2 separate regions of the Mus musculus genome follow, and region 1 is linked to region 2. The links are chromatin contacts, called in public HiChIP or PLAC-seq maps. All regions are on one chromosome and are shown on one strand. The core of a region is the stretch at or near the end of the contact, and the rest is flanking DNA. Distances in the headings are between cores, read along the strand shown.

Region 1 (5,675 bases), core at 2,979-5,478, 220 kb after region 2:
TAGTTGTTTATTGTTCAACAATGAGGACATAGTTCTAAAATACAGGTTGAGCACCTTTATGCCAGAGCCTTTAACTATTCCAGAATTTGAAACTGGCATAGTACTGCCAGTGGGAAGTTCCGTACTTGACACCGTGTGTCAGGTTACAGTCAAAATGCAATTAAGCCAGAAATACTGTATAAAATTGATCTTCAGGTTGTGGGTATAAGATATGCATGGAACAAGAATGGTTTTTCTTTTGTTGCTTCAACTAGGTCCCTTTTTTAAGATAAAGAGACGGATGGATGGATATATAGGTAGATAGATAGATAGATATGCAAGTAACTCATCCCCAATTTTAGAAATCGCAAATCCAAAATACTGTGATGGGGGCTATAGAATGAGCTCAGCACTTAAGAGCAAATCCTGCTCTTGCAGAGGCCCTGAGTGTGGATCCCAGCATCCATGTTGGGTGACCCACAAATGCTTGTAAGCCCAGTGTCTTCTTCTGGCCTCCTCAGGCTCCTATACACATGCAGCACCCGCAGACTTAGACATATAGATAAAAATAAATCATATATACTACAACAACAAATAAGACCATATACCTGATCAGCTCAGGCACTTCACATAAAGCAGTGGTTCTCAACCTGCCTGATACTGCACCCCTTTAAGACAGTCTCTCATGTTATTGTGACCCCCAACTGTAAAGTAATTTCATTGCTACTGTAATGTTCCGTTGTTATGAACTGTAAGTATCTGGTATGCAGGTCGTGTGGAAGTCACTACCCACAGGTAGAGAACCAGTGGAGGGAACCATCAACTTGAGTAAGATACAGATTCAAAATATAGCCTACAGATATGAAGTATGAGGTCGTGCCTTTTTTCCTGTCTTGAACTCTTCACTTTTTGGATGAAATGATCAGTTCAGATGACAAAGCTACACTCCTTAAATAAAAAGTAGTTTTTCCCTAGTTGTTTATCCCCCGTTCCCTTGTTTCCCATAGAAGGCTCACTTACTCATTACAGTAGCCCTCCTCTTTGCTCTTTCCAGATTAATTAATTGAAGGAGCACCAAGAGATAACATTGCTCCCCATGAACTTTTAACTAAAGCCGCACATGGTGGGGCGGTGACTAGCCTGGCCTTGAGAAGATGATTTGGTTAGCCCTTTGTGGCCCCATACTTAGCCTATACCTGATTTGTAAGCTGTCAGAGCATGGTGGGCAGACTGAATAGAACCTCAGACATTTAAACACAGCTAATGTTTGGGCCCATTCCTGATCCTGTAAAAAGCTATCAGAAGTTGTTTCCAGCATCCATAGCATTTGTTTTATAGCCATGTGGTTTTTGGATCATTATTTTAATGATCATAATTTCAATACAAACCTGTTGGGTTATATTTGCTGGCCTTTGCATTGTAGAGTGTGACTTGACTGTCTAGGAGAGGTGAATGACCCCTGCAGAAAAGCAGCCCGTTTTCAGATTGCTCCAAATTTTATTTTTAAGGGAAGAAATAAAAGAAAACTAAGATGAGTAGGACGTTTAGGTTTGAGTAATGTTAGGAATCTCTCCACAGTCTGTGGAATTTCGGTAAGGAGCCTTTTATCAGGCTGGTTAGGAAGGAAGAGCTGTCTAGAACCATGCGGTATGGCTTTTTGTATCTCCACCTGGGCAGTCCCAGGTTGATGCCTGGTGTTTTGGTGACATGTGGTGATGTTCGCGTGTGTTCAGGCCTACTTTAGCTGTGCTGCTAGGACTGCAGGTGGAAGCTCGATGCTCAGCTTGGGCATAGTGGATTCTAACTAACTTAGTTCCTTCGTTCCCATTGTCACCATGCCCTCCCTCCCTTCTTCCCCCTTGTCCTTCTTTCCTGCTCCATCCTTATTTCCTCCTGCCTTTATTTCATTTCCTTATGAACTGGACTCCCCATCCTGTGAAACCACTCAGAGTCTGTCCTGCATCTCCATCACCATTTTCCAAATGTCCATTCCCAGGCCATTTCAGAGAAACCCACAGTATATAAAACCAAGTTGCCTACCTGCCTTCTTGGCTCTTTCTTGGCTTGATGAGGTTTCTCACATCACACAAGCAGGCAGTGGAGGGAAAAGCTGCAGCTTCGTTAGCTGCTTGGGACTGAGCCCCCGTGCTCCTTCTAAATTCTAGAGAGAGAGGTGAGCTGAGCTGTGTATCCCGGGAAACATTTGGTTCTAAGAGGGACCAATTCCAGAAATGCAAGGTTTTCTTTTTATACGACTAGCAAACTTGCATTGATTAAGATGTGTCAAACAGGTGCTGGGCGTGTGCAAAGCTATTTCATGATTTTTCATAGAACTGAATGGTTATTTTTAAGTGTGTCTATATTATTCTCAGGCAGACTGCTGGATAAAAAAGTACAAAGGGCTAAAAATACGTAAGAGTTTCTGTATTCTCTGTTTTAAAAGAAACCAACTTCTGCAATCCCTTTCCATTTGTAGGAACAGAACACCATGGCTTTGGCCATGATTGCAAGTGGTTTCTCAGTGTCTATGTTCTAAGACAGATCGCCATCAAAAGGGCATTGGCTGATCTGTAAGTCATCAACACGTGAGGAGGTGATTATAGTCAGACCCTCTCTCTGTGATTGCTACTGTTCTGAACTTGCGGGTTTTGTTTGTTTGCTTGTTTGTTTTGAGACAGGGTCTCTTTATGTAGTCCTGTCAGCCCAGGAGCTCAGTAAGCAGACCATGCCTGTATCTCAGGTGCGTTCCCATGATCCTGACTGAGTTGTTTGCCCCTCTGGTCGTAATGCCAGCCTCCTAAGGTGCTCTGAAGATTAGCTTGGAGCAGAGCCAGCACATGGTAAATGCTTAGTGTGTACTGGAAACTTTTTTATGTTTTCCATTTATTTTGGTTTTTTAGAATGCTGGTTAAATAAACACAATATGTATTCTCTTTTGAAGTGTATAGTTCAGTAGTGGTGGTTATATTTAAATTGTTGTGTAGCAGATCTGTAGGATTTCCATGTTACAGCCCTGAAGTGTTTGTTATTGTTATTATTTTAAATCTCACTTTCTCCCACAGTCAGTTGCACAGTTTCGTGGACTGGGATGTCGACTCTGCTGAGCAGAAACTGCTTGGTGATGTATGGAAGGAGCCAGCGCCAGCCCCCCCCACCCCAATTTCTTGAATGAATGAATAAGAACAATGGCATAGTGAATGCGGTTTTGAAAACTTATTTCTCACTTAACAAGTAAATCTATTTTTAAACCGTTTTAAGTGGAGTAGTGTAAATGGAAAACTGTCTGCCTTCAGGAGTTAAGCTCATTTTTTGTTTTGATTTGAAATAGGGCCTTACTATGTAGACCAGGCTAGCCTCAAACTCACAATTCTCCTGATTCAGCCTTTTGAGTGTGGGGTTTACAGGTGTGGTACAAAGTGGTTCATAAGGCAGCAATCTCTTTTTTTAAGATTTATTTTTATTTATGTGTAAGTATGAATCTCTCTCTGTGTGTGCGCGCACGCGCACGTGCCTTTTGCAAGGTGCCTGAGGAGGCCAGAAGAGGGTGTCAGATCTCCTGGAGCTGGAGTTAAAGGTGGTTGTGAGTCACCTGACATGGGAGCTGGGAACTGAACTTGAGTCCTGCTCAAGAGGCACAAGTGAGTCTTAAACCGCTGAGCAATTTCTTTACCCATATCCCCCACCCCCACCCCCGTGATGTTAAAATGCATTTGTACTGTTTCTCAGTTATTATAAATTCTGCCTTTTCTAATTCAACTTTCCTTCAACAGGAAAAAGAATATCTATTTAGTGTGGATGGTAAAAGAAAAGAGGAAATACTAGCCAATATGCCAAGAATTTGAAAAGCATTCACTTTAAATTCAAACCTTATTCTGTTCATCTGGTCAGGCCTGGCCACTAGAATTCTTACTTCCTTAGGGAACACATGAATCATCTTGTTCTTCCATTTGGATCAGAGGTTCAGGCCTTCATCTGTACTTGCCAGAATTAATGGAACACTAGTATTTCCACTGAGATCCAATCTGGTCAGGCCTGGCCAATCTCAGTCCAGTCTGGGTCTGAGTCTACTCTGGGTCTGGTCTGGGTCTGGTTTAGTCTGAGTCTGATCTGGGTCTGGGGCTGGGTCTGGTTTGGTTTGAGTCTGGTCTGTGCCTGTGTCTAGTATAGGTCTGGCTGTAGCCTGGGTCTAGACTGGGTCTGGTCTGGGTCTGGTCTGGGTCTGGGTTAGTTTGGGTCTGGATCTAGTCTGAGTCTGGGTTTGGGTATGGTCAGACTAGTCTGGTCATGTGCTGTCTAGTCCTGTCTGGCCCAGTCTAGCCCGGTCCCTTTTGGGGTCTTTTAAAAGAATATTTATTGAACATTGCCTAGAAAGGGCCAACACTCTAGGCAAAAGAGAAGAAAACTGTCTCTGACTAAAAAACCTTCCATCTGTAATTAATTACCATCATGTTCTGTGGATTTTTTTTAAACGTTAAATTTTTGATAGGGATTATTTTGCTCATGGGCAAAGAAATCACTTAAATGTTTTTTGGGTTTTTTGGGGGGGGGGTTGGTTTGGTTGTTTGTTTGATTTCTATTTATTTTTAGCTAAACCTTAGGTTTCGTTTTATGACAAATAGGAATGCTGCAATGAGCTCCTTTTGTTTAAACATTGCCATTAGGAAGTAAGCACAGAATGTGGGCTTTGCAGAGACTCACTTCCTTCTACGGGGAACAGGGCTGGTGGGGCCTTGGAGGGTGTGCAGGAGACAGGAAGCCTGTGGCCTGCCAGCGTCTTAACGGGTCCATACAACATGGTGCCTGTCAGGAGTGGGGAGCCAGGCAGCAGCACTCGTCGATGGATGCTTGGCAAACCCTTGCTCAGCTGCATGGCCTGCAGTTATTCATCTTCTGATGGTGATGGCTTTGCCCTTTCCATTGTGACTTCTGGAAACTGGCTGTGCCTACTCATTTCTTCCTGAGCCTGAAGATGGAGTTTATCTGTGAATCAGAGACCATAATCTTTTGAAAGGTCTCCCTTGTGTTCTGAGATTAAAATATTCTTGGGCGAGTGTGATGATTCAGTGGTAAGGTTATGGCCTGAGTTTGATGATGGATGGAGAGAATCAAGTTCCGCAAGTTATCCTCGAACCTCCGTACTCACGTGCGCGCACACATACACACCAACCCACACAAATATATGTAGTGAGAATTTAAAAATGTTCCCATATTTGGATTCTAACAGCAAGAAGATGCATGTTTATAAAATATATAAATATTGTACAGAAAATATAAGTTAACTATTTCTATGTACAAATGTAAACTTCCCTAATGTTTCAAGTCTCCTGTTTGAGTCTGTACCTAAGGAGGAATAGAAATCAAAGACAAGCATGGCCCGGACTCTGAGGTTCTGTTGTCTCACCTGTCCCAGGAGGGAAGCCAGCCTCCTCCTCAGAGCATCTTGGGCTTGGTGACATGACCTTCAGCCAGGCTCTCTGTTCGACTCAGCCGGAACCTCCCTGTGACTGACCAGGGGCCAGGGGCTTGGCAGGGTTGCCTGTCTGTCTGTCTGTCTCTCTCTCTCTCTCTTTCTTTTTTCTGAAATGCCCTTAAGCCTCCCAACCTCACTTTTCATTTTTCTAAGCCTTGCTCATTCTTCACTTCCTTTAGACGCCCCTCCCAGGATCCCCACCCTCAGAGGGTGCCACCCTGCCGTA
Region 2 (5,328 bases), core at 2,342-4,841:
CACACTAAGGAACATGGCAGCGGCTGCAGCCAGGGTCTGGTGGTGTGGTTTTTTGGGGGCTGTTTCCGTAGCCGGGGGGGGGGGGCTGGGCGACCCTCAGTGTTGTTGCAGTGCGTAAGAAGGGAGAATGTGGTGGCTGAGAAGCGCCCCACTGTCAGACCCCAGAGTGATATGACCCACAAGCAACTCTCAGCATTTGGAGAGCATGTGGCTGAAATCTTACCCAATTAAGTCCAACAAGTTTAGGTGACCTGCCTTGATGAGTTAGAAATCTGTATCCATCCCGATGGAGTCATCCCAACACTGACGTTTCTCAGGGATCGCACCAATGCACAATTCAGATCCTTGGCTGACTTGACACAGTGGATGTCCCAACTCGGCAGAACCGTTTTGATATTGTCTACAACCTGCTGTCTCTGTGGTTCAACTCTAGGATTTGGGTGAAGACCTATGTAGATGAGCTGACGTCCACTAACTCTATAGTTGGTACTCACCAGCAAAGCAGACGCCACAACAGGCTCCTCCTGCACACGTTTATTGGAAGAGCTTGATTGCACAGGCGAAAAGACCCCAGCCCAGAACTGGTGCTGCTTATAAAGGCCTAGGAGGGGCGTGTCTCACACCCGGATTGGTTATGCATTCTACCTCATTTGCATGTCTCACATCTGATTGGTTATACTCTCAGTACCTCACAGAACCTCATTATCATACCTCATTTACATGTCTCTCATCCGATTGGTTATACTCTCAGTACCTCATAGAACCTCATTATCATGCCCTGGCCAGGCAGTGACTTGGTAAAAACTTTACTGCATATGTACACATTGGTTGTTTACCCAACTTTATGCGTGGTGGCCAGTGGTAGCCAGCACCACCTTGTAATGGCATATGTGGCTTCCCACAAGGGAGGTCTGGGACATGATTGGAGTTTTCTTTTTTAACCACCCTGATTTAAGAAGGATCCTGACAGATGATGGCTTCGAGGGTCATCCTTTCCGGAAAGACTTTCCCCTCACTGGCTATGTTGAGCTACGTTATGACGATGAGTGAAACGGGTAGTGACTGAACCAATGGAGCTGGCACAAGAATTCCACAAGTTTGACCTGCTTTCGGAGGTTTTCCTTGCCTATCGTCAGCCTCCTGAGAGTCTCAAGCTCGAAGCTGGAGACAAGAAGCCTGAAGCCAAGTAACTTCAAAAGCATAGAGATCCTAGAGGAAAAGGCTACACCTAGGGTTGTCTGTAAATAAACTCCAATGGACAGTCAGAAAAAAAAAAAAAAAAAAGATCAGAGGTCCACCTCAGGCATCTTTCCTCAGAGATGGTCGCCTGCATCTTTATTTGTGTGAGGGTGTGTGTTGTGAGTAGATTCGCTCTCCTCTATGTGTGGAGCTCAATGGCCAAAGTCAGGTGTCCTCCTCCAGCACTGTGCTCCACACTTTATTTATTTATTTATTTATTTATTTATTTAGAGATAAAGTCGCAAATGAACTTGGACCTTGTCATTTCAGCTAGACAGGCCAGGCAGCTCTGAAGTCTAGCTTTTATGTAGATTTTGAGGATCTGAGCTCAGGCAGGTCTTCATGTTTTTGCAACAAACTCTATCCACTGAGCCATCTCCCCAGCTCCACCTTGCATTTTGAGACTTGGTGGTCTCTCAATGAGACCTGGAACTCAGCAGCTCCGGCTCCCAGCCAGCAAGCCTTAAGGATCCTCACAGCTCGGCCTCCGTAGCGCCGTGACGACAATGAGATAGTGCTACATTTGACTCTGTAAAAATAATCTAACAGTTGTGCTCATGTGCGCGTGCGTGCGTGCGTGCGTGTGTGTGTGTGCGTGTGTGTGTGTGTGTGTGTGTGAGAGAGAGGGAGAGAGAGAGAGAGAGACCATGTCAGAGGACAACTTTATGAGTTTGTTCTCTCCCTCCAGGGATCAAGCTCAGGTGTCAGGCTTACCCAGTGAGCCATTCAGCTGTCTCAGGCTTGAATTTTCTTCTTCTTTTTTTTAAGTCAGTAAATATAAGAAAGTTTTAAATTGCCCTAAAAGGCAATTTAACACATGGGGGAGATTTTTGAACCTATCACTTTGGTACAGGGCCCAGATTCTGTGACACTGGAGCCTAACTCTCATTGTGAGTGTGACCACTGAGGAGAAGGCTGCCCATGGAAAGCGCTATTTGATAGTCTTAGGGCCAGTGATTCAAGAGAACGAGCCCGCATCTAAAATCCAGAGAGCCTCCGCAGATAAGGAATATTTCCCTGAAATCAAGTGAAGGATTTTTTTCTTTAATTCATTTTTTTTACAGTCCATGTTTTATTCACCCTTCATCCCCCCTCCGACTGTTTCATATCCCACACCTCCTCCCCACTCCCATGTCTCCACATGAATGTCCCCATCCCCCACCCCACCTGACGTCTAAACTACAGTCTCTTGATGGTTAGGTGCATCATCTCTGAATGAACACAGACCCGGAAGTCCTCTGCTGTATGTGTGTTGAGGGCCTCATATTAGTAGGTGTATGCTGCCTGGCTGGTGGTTCAGTATCTGAGAGATCTCAGGGGTCCAGATTAATTGAGACTGCTAGTCTTCTTACAGGATCACCATTCTCCTACGCTTCTTTCAGCCTTCCCTAATTCAACAACAGGGGTCAGCAGCAACCCATTGGTTGGGTGCAAATATCTGCATCTGACTCTTTCAGCTGCTTGCTGGGTCTTTCAGAGGGCAGTCATGATAGGTCCCTTTTTATGAGCGCTCCACAGCCTCAGTAATAGTGTCAGGCCTTGGGATCTCCCCTTGAGCTGGATCCCACTTTGGGCCTGTCACTGGACCTTCTTTTCCTCAGGCTCCTCTCCATTTCCATCCCTGTAATTCTTTCAGACAGGAACAATTATGGGTCAGAGATGTGACTGTGGAATGGCAACCCCATCTTTCACTTGATGTCCTGTCTTCCTGCTGGAGGGGGGGCTCTATAAGTTTCCTCTCCCTACTGTCAGGCATTTCATCTAAGGTCCCTCCCTTTGAGTGCTGGGAGTCTCTCACTTCCCAGGTCTCTGGTATATTCTGGGGGGTCCCCCTAACCTCCTATTTCCTGAGGTTGCCTGTTTCCATTCTTTCTGCTAGCCCTCAGGACTCAAATGAGGGATTTTTAAACGTGATAGCAGGAGTTAAAAGGGAAGCAAGGGACATGCATTTACAAGTAAGTCAGAGACCAGAGGGCTGAGGACACAAAGATGTTACCTGGAGATAGTGAGTGGCCTCCTTCACGCTAGGCCAGCACGGAGCTACTGAGGCAACGCCGTTGCTTCTGCGGATTCCCGTGCTCCAAGAGAAACGGGGCTTTTTCCCTTCCCCAAAGACACTCTGCCAACTAGACCCCAACTGGACCGCCGGATGCGTAAACTGCCCCTGTTCTATGATTCTCATACAAATTTGTCAGTGATTTGCAGACACTATGAAGCAAAATTAGAGAATAATCATTAAAAGCTTCCGACAATATGCCTATCCATAAATTCTTCAAGAGGAAGATGAACCACCTTCACATAGCACGGCCCGGGACCTTACCGGCTCCAGCCATGCCTTCTCTAGCCACTAGATGGCAGTACAAGCACAGACTTTCAAAGGCCCTTTATTGACAGGGTAGCGACAGCCAGCGCTACTAATGAGGCTGGCTTTGTTTTTGTTTCTTTTTTGTCTTCCATAACTTCGGGTTTCTGGTGTCTGATTCGATGTTTTGGGCCACTTGGACTTTCCACTGCACTTCCAGCCCCTTCCAGAGGCTTCATCGTTTTGCTGGGGAGATAACACCGTGGAGCCTTCTGGGAAATTGACTATAGGGATTTGAGAAAAAAGCTTGACTTCCGGCACCCTGGATCAGTGGGTTCATTCTACGAGCTCCATCCAGGTCACCAGCATCCAAATCACTTCCCTGTCGGGACCAGATGTTCAAAGGAAAATCCCGATTCAGAAGTAGGGAATTTCCTAGAAGCGATTTTTAAAATGTATGTTTTTGTGTGTATGTACATCACATGTGTGTGCGTGACCATGGATAGCAAAAGAGGTTGCTAGCGTTTCTGGAACTGAAGATACAGGAGGTTTTGAGCAGCAAGGCACGAGTGCTGGGAACTAAATTAGAATCTCTCGGAAAAATGGGATTCCCCGGAAGAATAGCAAGCATTCTTCAGCAATGAGCCATTTCTCTCTCTCTCTAGGAGCAAAAATTTCCCCCAACTGGATCCTAAGAACCTTGTTCCAGAGGAGAACATCTCTGAGGGTAATTGAGCAAGCTACTCTGGGAACGTATGCCCCAAGCAGAGTTATAATTATTAGTATTATAAGTATTAGTACGTACTACATAAACAGTAAGTGCTGTGCCGAACTCTCTATGAAGATTACCTCATTCACTCAATAACAACTAGCGCTTGTTCCAAGCACTTGAATTTTAAACCGAGTCTGCCTGAGTGAAAACTGTTGTTGTCTCAATGCATACATATATAAAACACAGGACCCTGTGACAGAATCCTGTCCCTTGTGCCTACCGATCCTAAGTTCTAGTTCAGAATGCTTTGATGAAGTCCAAATGCAGGTATGCCTAGCCACGTCCACCAAACAGGAGTCTTCTATAAGTTCCAGTCCAGGGGACACTGGGTCAGATGGGGCCAGCCTGAAGACCAAGGAATTCAGTAATGGTTGGGCTCTGATCCCAAGTGAAGGTGTGTGTGTGCTCAGGGTGGGGTTGGGGTGGGGGTGGACGGGGTACTGTGCTCCAGATAAAGAGAAAGGGCTGGGAAAATCTGATCTCTGCACTCAGTTCTGACAACTCTGGTTCTCATCAGGGGAGTGGCCCTCCTCCTCAGTGCCTCTGGGTTGAGCCCTGCTTGCTTAGATCCTAGAATCCTTTGGAAGCTCAGATAGCATAAGCCTGCTGACGTTAGTCCCACTCGTGGAAATGTAGCCCAGAACTGCACATCTTCATCTGGGTTCGGTACCCACGTGCGTGCTCATGACTTGCTTCTACCAGTCTGTGTCAGAACAAGATGAGAGCACTGTGGGTAGGGGTTAGAGGAAACCCTTCCCTTTGAGAGTCCGTCTTTCCTGGTTAAATACTGATCTGGGGTACTTGCAAGCTTATTTTATTCCCTGGAAATGCATAACTTTGGCAAGAGTAGATTGATCTTCCTTCTCCCCTCCCCCTTCCCCCTTCCCCCTCCTCTCTCCCCTTCCCCCTTCCCACTTTCCCCTTCCCCCTTCCCTTCCCTTCCCAGCTCCCGATCTCTTGCCTCCACCCCCTTAATGCTGGGATTACAGCAATAACCTGGTTTACATGGTCCTAG

What was found. HiChIP or PLAC-seq counts read pairs in DNA pulled down with a chosen protein or histone mark.
Region 1: an H3K4me3 HiChIP or PLAC-seq map of bone marrow-derived macrophages shows a contact between it and region 2, with 5 times the contacts expected there. The contact joins two enhancer-like sites. A contact is called at or near these places in 1 of 15 datasets of contacts at CTCF or cohesin (large pre-B cells), 4 of 484 Hi-C or Micro-C datasets (DN3 thymocytes, large pre-B cells, liver and 1 more) and 6 of 115 datasets of contacts at active chromatin or transcription factors (bone marrow-derived macrophages, embryonic basal ganglia, embryonic hindbrain and 3 more).

The regions. Positions count from the first base shown.
Region 1 is chr4:32,275,868-32,281,542 of GRCm38.p6, forward strand. It overlaps a transcript of Bach2 not described here. Among named protein-coding and RNA genes, the nearest start is that of n-TGccc3, 48 kb to the left of the region's middle. Within about 2 kb of position 4,229, at least 65 of the 459 cell types and tissues checked have an H3K27ac peak or open chromatin away from gene starts, as enhancers often do. A contact at or near this core is called in bone marrow-derived macrophages, where this site is marked.
Region 2 is chr4:32,051,725-32,057,052 of GRCm38.p6, forward strand. It overlaps the pseudogene Gm11927. Among named protein-coding and RNA genes, the nearest start is that of Map3k7, 90 kb to the left of the region's middle. Within about 2 kb of position 3,592, at least 122 of the 459 cell types and tissues checked have an H3K27ac peak or open chromatin away from gene starts, as enhancers often do. A contact at or near this core is called in bone marrow-derived macrophages, where this site is marked.